2 separate regions of the Lactuca sativa genome follow, and region 1 is linked to region 2. Evidence: chromatin contacts called from public Hi-C data. All regions are on one chromosome and are shown on one strand. Each heading gives the region's core, a stretch centred on a gene start, on an enhancer-like site or on the middle of the called end of the contact. The rest is flanking DNA. Distances are from core to core; before and after follow the strand shown.

What was found. A called contact is a pair of places that touch in the nucleus more often than the background predicts.
Region 1: a contact with region 2 is called in a Hi-C map of seed, with 8 times the contacts expected there. The contact joins the promoter of LOC111881985 here to the promoter of LOC111881993 in region 2. A contact is called at or near these places in 2 of 4 Hi-C or Micro-C datasets (leaf and seed).

What each region holds. Positions count from the first base shown.
Region 1 is chr5:64,667,604-64,670,850 of Lsat_Salinas_v11, forward strand. It overlaps LOC111881985 (cell division control protein 2 homolog D), which reads right to left and starts at 1,830. Exons shown (of 7, transcript XR_008224263.1): 1 at 1,318-1,830; 2 at 1-937.
Region 2 is chr5:64,402,418-64,405,722 of Lsat_Salinas_v11, forward strand. It overlaps LOC111881993, which reads right to left and starts at 2,010. Exons shown (of 4, transcript XM_023878363.2): 1 at 1,820-2,010; 2 at 1,503-1,633; 3 at 1,283-1,407; 4 at 835-1,171. The coding sequence starts at 1,871. The coding sequence ends at 1,021.

The sequences.
Region 1 (3,247 bases), core at 580-3,079, 270 kb after region 2:
TATATTGTTTCATGCCTTAAATATATATACCGACAAACCCTAATTTTATTTTCCAGATTCCCCATTGTCTACGGTTTTTTAAATAACAAACAGTCTGTAAGAGAAAACATCTACATGTTCTGTATACTATCTACAGTTTTTTAAATAATCTACATGTTCTCTGTACCGTCTATAGTTTTTTAAATAACAAACAGTCTGCAAAAGAAAACGTCTACACGTTGTGTTGTATGGGTTTCACAAAAAAAATCATGAAAATATTCTTAAAAAAATAAAAACAAACATCTAAATGACACTAGTGTGATTTAAACCTTCCCTGTTAATTGTACCATTTCCAATCATTAACCTTTAGAACATATGAAATATGAAACTAAATAACTTTAGATTTAAGTAAATATTAAACTTGGTTTTTAAACTAATGTTCTAAATTTAATCATTTTTAACTGCTTTGATCACGAGATTATATTCATCATCTTTTAAGGATATGGTGTGAGTGCGATAAACTCATACTGCCATGTAGACTGCTAACACCGTGTCGGGTCTACATTTTCCAATGCGGTAGTGCGGAGCTCGACTAGAAGCTACCGTACCTCTCTCTCTCTCACCGTTTCTGGTATGTGTCAAACATGGTAAATTGATGTGGAGATGGATAGTCTTTGCCATGATAAAACCATGAAATTACAGCCTTTAGGTCTAATACACAATTTTAAAAAATATGTATATATATATATATTCTTTTTTTGGACCCGGGGAGGGGAGGGGGGTGGTTGGTTCGGGTTAAAAAAACCGCTTGCAAAAATGTACTATGAAATGGCGCCGATTACGTTCATGCAAGTTATTTCCCAAAATCCCTTGAAAATAAGTTAAATAACATAAAAGATTTTCAAGAAATAATAATATTTCCCTTCGATTTTCTTACACGGTGGATGATAATTATGTTCTGAAAAACAAAAGAATCCAATTAAAAACAAATATATATAGTTAACAAATCTTAAAAAGATAAAACCAAAAAAATAACAAAACTGTCAACATGGTCCTGTAGACAACAGATAAAGTTTATACACCTTTAATGTCGATTGATAGCATATATCATATATATTCGGTAGAATCCAAACAAAAGATTTAATATTACTTAAACTCAAATGATCAGGTAACCTGATCAGACCTTTGGGTTAACAGTAACAGCCACCACTACATACCCTAAACAAACAAGTTCATTAATTAATTAGCTTTAAATATGGATCAAACACTAAACCCTAGCTGCTGATGAGAGAGAAGAAGAAAGAGAGAGAAAGAAAGAAAGGGAGATGGCTTGTAAACCTGGGTCATGGTTTCCCAGTTGTCAGTTGTTCTGCATGCAGTACAATGGCCACACACACATACAGCAGTAACACAGTAGCAGCTAGCAGGATTTAATAACCAAGTACCAATGCACAGACATGGAGGAAGGTGAAATGTGCAGACTCATAGAGAGAGAGAGGGTGTGTGTTTTATGGGGGTGTGATTAGTGTGTGAGAGAGAGGGAGAGGGAGAGAGAGAGAGTAAAAAAGAGGGCATCGATTACATCACACACACGCAAAAGAAAAAAGAAAGAAAGAAAGAAAGTAAGAAAGAAAGAAGGTAAAAGACATATTAGGTTTGGGGGGAAAGCATGGGAAGGTGGCAGAGATTTTGCAGAAGCCACACTACACACCACAGTTTTTGTGTGATTGAGAAAGAGAAAGAGAAAGAAAGTAAATAGTGGTCTCTTCTGCAAAATTTCAGACACCAGTGGACCAATCCTTCATTAACTTCTTTCTCAATTATCAATCATGCATCTTGGTTTTGGCTCCCCATTAATGCATGCTCATGCTCATACTCATACTCATACATCTAACTCATTTTATTAATATTTTATAACATATATATATATATATCATTTACTATATATATTTTAAGAGTTGATACATATATATACATTAATCCACATGGTCTAGACCTTTACATACATACGTACATATATGGTCTACTTGAGTCATACTCTTGTCATAGATATACACATTAGCTACTCATTTATTTTCACCTTTTGCAACCTAATCAATATACACACATGGTTTACATAATTTGTATGCACATACTGCAGTCTTCTTCTCTACCTCATCTAAATGGGATTTTCGGAGTCTTCAATTCCAAATGGGATCTTCGGGACTTCTTGTTGTATACAATCTTCGGTATTTGTTATCTAATCTGATTTAGGGGTGTCGATCGGATAAAATTTTCAGGTTTCGCGTAAAACGGGTATTTCCTTAAAAAAATAATACCCGATACCCGACCTATATTGTAATTCGGGCTTTTGGGTTTCGGGTATTCGGGTTTTAGGCCGGTTCGGATAATTATCGGATATACCTGAAAATGTTTCTTTTTTCTTTTTTCTTTTTTATTTTATTTTTGCATTTAGGTTGGTTTAATAAAAAATTGGGTAGCAAAATATTCCATTTCAAGTTAAAGAAGACAAAAGTATGTGAGTATTTTGAGGAGCATACACATATCATTCTAGTCTATTGAATCTCGAGAAAATTAACCCCATTTTTAACACATATATTTTGAATCCAACTAATTTTGGATTATATTGTAATCTCAACTACAACAATTTATCATGTTTATTATTAGATTAAATAACTCTTATTGGGTTATATTGAATTCAAAACCAGAATCTGCTGCACCACTTCATTGTTACTGTTGTATAATGTATGTTCATGATACATGGCTAGTGAGAATATGCATCATGAGAATTTTCAGCCTATAACGAAGATGGAGGCTAAGAATTGCGTCTTTGAGGATCGAAATTCGGATTAAGAAATATGGAGCGTGCCTGTGTTTGTTTGTGTCGATCAAGAAGAAGTGAAGGGTTTTAATTTTTTTTCAAGCATGCTTCTGCCTCATGTTACCAATAGTCCAATACCCTATATAATACATAGGATATGGGATATATTAATATTTAAATATACTATGTATTATTTTAAAAAACGAATTCGGGTATTCGGGTATACCCGAAAATTAATGTTCATACCTAAAACCCGACTTATACTATTATCTGGTTAACCTATTACCCGAATGTTCATACCCGTTATCTGTTCTATCCGACCCATTTTATCCAAATTTGAAACGGGTCGGGTGCGTAGAACGAGTTTCGGTTGTTTTCGACACGCCTAGTTTGATCTATATATGTAGATGTGTACTTAATCACTTGATTCAAATACGATTGACACAA
Region 2 (3,305 bases), core at 760-3,259:
TATTAAAGACTAAATTCCAATGTATTTAAACCTTTTTTTTATTATCTTTTGCATCAAATATTATTTTATATTTGAAATTTTTTATTATTTGTTGTGTTAAAATATTATTTTATTATTGTTGTGTCGTGTTTTACTTTTTTTTAAAAAAATTGAATAAATATATTTACATATATTTTATAAAAATAGTATTTAATAAATTAAATAAATAATATTACATCGACAATAATATATTTTGTAGTAAGCTTATACAAATGAGTTGTATATATTTTGTAAGCTTAATAAAAATGAGAGTGCTAAAATTGAAATAAAAATAATATCTTAAAAAAACTATTAATAATAATTATGTAATCATAATTTAATTAGTAATGATTAGTAAAGAAAAGTAAAATGATTAGTAAAAACAATGATTAAAAAATGATTACAGAGTAGAAATAAGAGAGTAGAAATAAGTGATAAAGGGGTAGGAATAAATGAAACCTTTTGAATATTAATGTTGGTTAATCTATGTATTTTAAAATTATTTTAATTAGAATTTAGAAGGTTAAAATAATAAAATATTCAAATACAAAAGATCCTAATGGTTCATGCATTTGCATTTTAATAGTTCTTCTACCAAAAAGCAAATTTAGACTGCTTCCATTATATTCCATTCCTGTTTTCATCCTCACTTAACTTTTATATACAGAATTCCCCAACACATGGTTTGAACCGTTGGTTTTTATGATATGTAGCTATCTGCTACAGTAAGAAAAATGTAAAGTACGTACATACTACATACACACAATAACATATTCGAGCATGAAACCACCATAGATAGGCTTGAATACATTCGTATAAATTAACGTTACATATATATTAACACAAAAGCATCTGACAATACGTTACAGTTACTACAATACATTAAACATTTTTAAAAGTTATAACTTATGAACTCATAAACCAAAACGACACCAAATTTTCACACATCACACATATGACATTATATAGTATATGTTTTTCGTTACAAAAAAAAGTTAAAACTCAAGTTCTAATGCCGTTGGTGGCAGCATGGTGGTCGGAGGCGTTGATGTGCTTTTGAGCAACATGGAATTGTGAAGCATATCTGACCACAGGTGTTTCCGATGCAATAACAGGTGGTTCATTTAAAAACGCCCATCTACTATTAATCCACCTGCATGTATATATATATGATCATACATATATTAATAACAATTTGTATTTAATTTAAAAAAATGGATTATTCAGAATATAACAAAACCTGGAAATATAAAGAATAAATTACCAGCCATGGCTCTTGAAAAGTTTTTCCTCGTCTTCTTCTTCTTCTTCTGAAGTTTCTATAACGGAATATTCTTTTGTGATCGGAAGGGAATTTGATCTACCATATATTTTTTCCAACTCATTTTTCTGTTAGAAAACAATATTAATTAGTTGATAAAGTATCTTAAAAAGTGTTATAATATAATTAACATTTATCTCTCACCAATATCATATATATTCACCTTATAATTTTCCATCGAAAACGTCTGACAAGATGTAAGAACACCTGCATGTACTTGTTCGTCGTTCTTCTTTGATCTCCAATAATTTGCGATTTCTTCGTTGGTCATCGACAAGTTCCTCTTCAGATTTACTGAAATAGGTCAGAAGTGAGATTAAAGAACATGCGTAAATCATCATGCATATATATATGCGTACTAAAAGAAGTCAGAAGTGATCTCCATAGTTAAAATTCGACAAATTAACATGTATGATTTTGATGCATGAAATTCCACGATCGAGTTACTGCTAAAACAATAAAAGAAAAGAAAAAACTTACTGGATTTAGGGTCACGAACTCGTGAATCCCAACCTGCCATTAATGAACCCATTTAATTAATTTCTTCTCTCAAAACTATTTCGAATTATTCTTGTGTTTTCACAAGTGCAATTAAGTAGTTGCGGTGTAACTTTAATTATATGTATGCATATACATATATACTATGTGTTTTAAGGATATGGTTGAAATGTTGAAAACGATCATGACGGCGGATGTTAGTGGGTATGATATATATCTTTTTTTTATATTCTGGTATTATCTTCAGGAATACAAAATATTTAATAAAATTTATATATAGTGTAACTCGAATATATAATAATATCCGAATTGACATGATCGATTATGTATTTAATTAGAAATAGTAACTTTCATGGCACAAAATATCTAGAGTAAATTACATGAATGGTTCCTATGGTTTGGGGTAATTTACGTGTTTGGTTCTTAACTAATTTTTTTAACTCGGAAAGTCCCTACTGTTTGTTTTTGTTATGCGTTTGGTCTCTACTATTTGTTTTTGTTACGCACTTGGTCCCTATCTTACCTAAAAAAACTATTATTTAAATAAAGAAAAATGGTGGAATATGTAAGGTAAGATGAGAGGAATAGAGTTCGGGGTGTGCTTATTTAAATAAATTAAAAAATCAATGGCAAAATAGTCTTTTTAGGTAAGACATGGACCAAACGCGTAACAAAAACAAACTGTAAGTTAGGGACTAAACGTACAAATTACCCTAAACCACAGTTACCATTCGTATAATTTACTCAAATATCTATTGCACTGATCCAACTTCATAACATGGTTTATTACAAGGGATCAGGTGGATGAGCGAGTCAGTCAAGTGGTCACCTAAGCTTACAGAATATAATATAAATTACAATCGATTTTTAATGGTATATAAATATTTTATAATATCTTTTATGAAAAGATGATTATTGAATATTCTATAGTTGACTACTATGTTTGATATTGATAGGCATCATCGAATTCTATGGGCTCACCCAGTTTCGCTCTGAAAGATAGATCCCTCTTTCTTAACTTTATGTCAATTGTAAGAGTAATTTTTGTTTTATGCGTCTTTTGTTTGAATATCCAATCTAATATGTTTAATATGTCGATTGATTTCAGTATCATCGATTTATTTTATATAATAAGATTTATATAGAGATTATATCTTAGTTTTAATGCAAAATTGAATGTGCGGACTATATATTTGTATAAATCTAGATTGATCCCAATATAACAAAAAAACAAAGGTCAAAGGAGTTCTAATGTAATCTCTAATCTCTAAATATTATTAGTAAAAAAACCTTATGACATCATCTAAAACAATTTGGGTTGTTGATTGTGTTTTATTTATAGTTTTTACACCCTTAAATCAATTTGCTTACGTCACCTTGATCAAACAATAAGTCAACTCGTTTGTTTTGAAGCCCCACGCGATGATTTTGAAGTTTTCAAAATCAGATTCCGTTACCAATATTAATT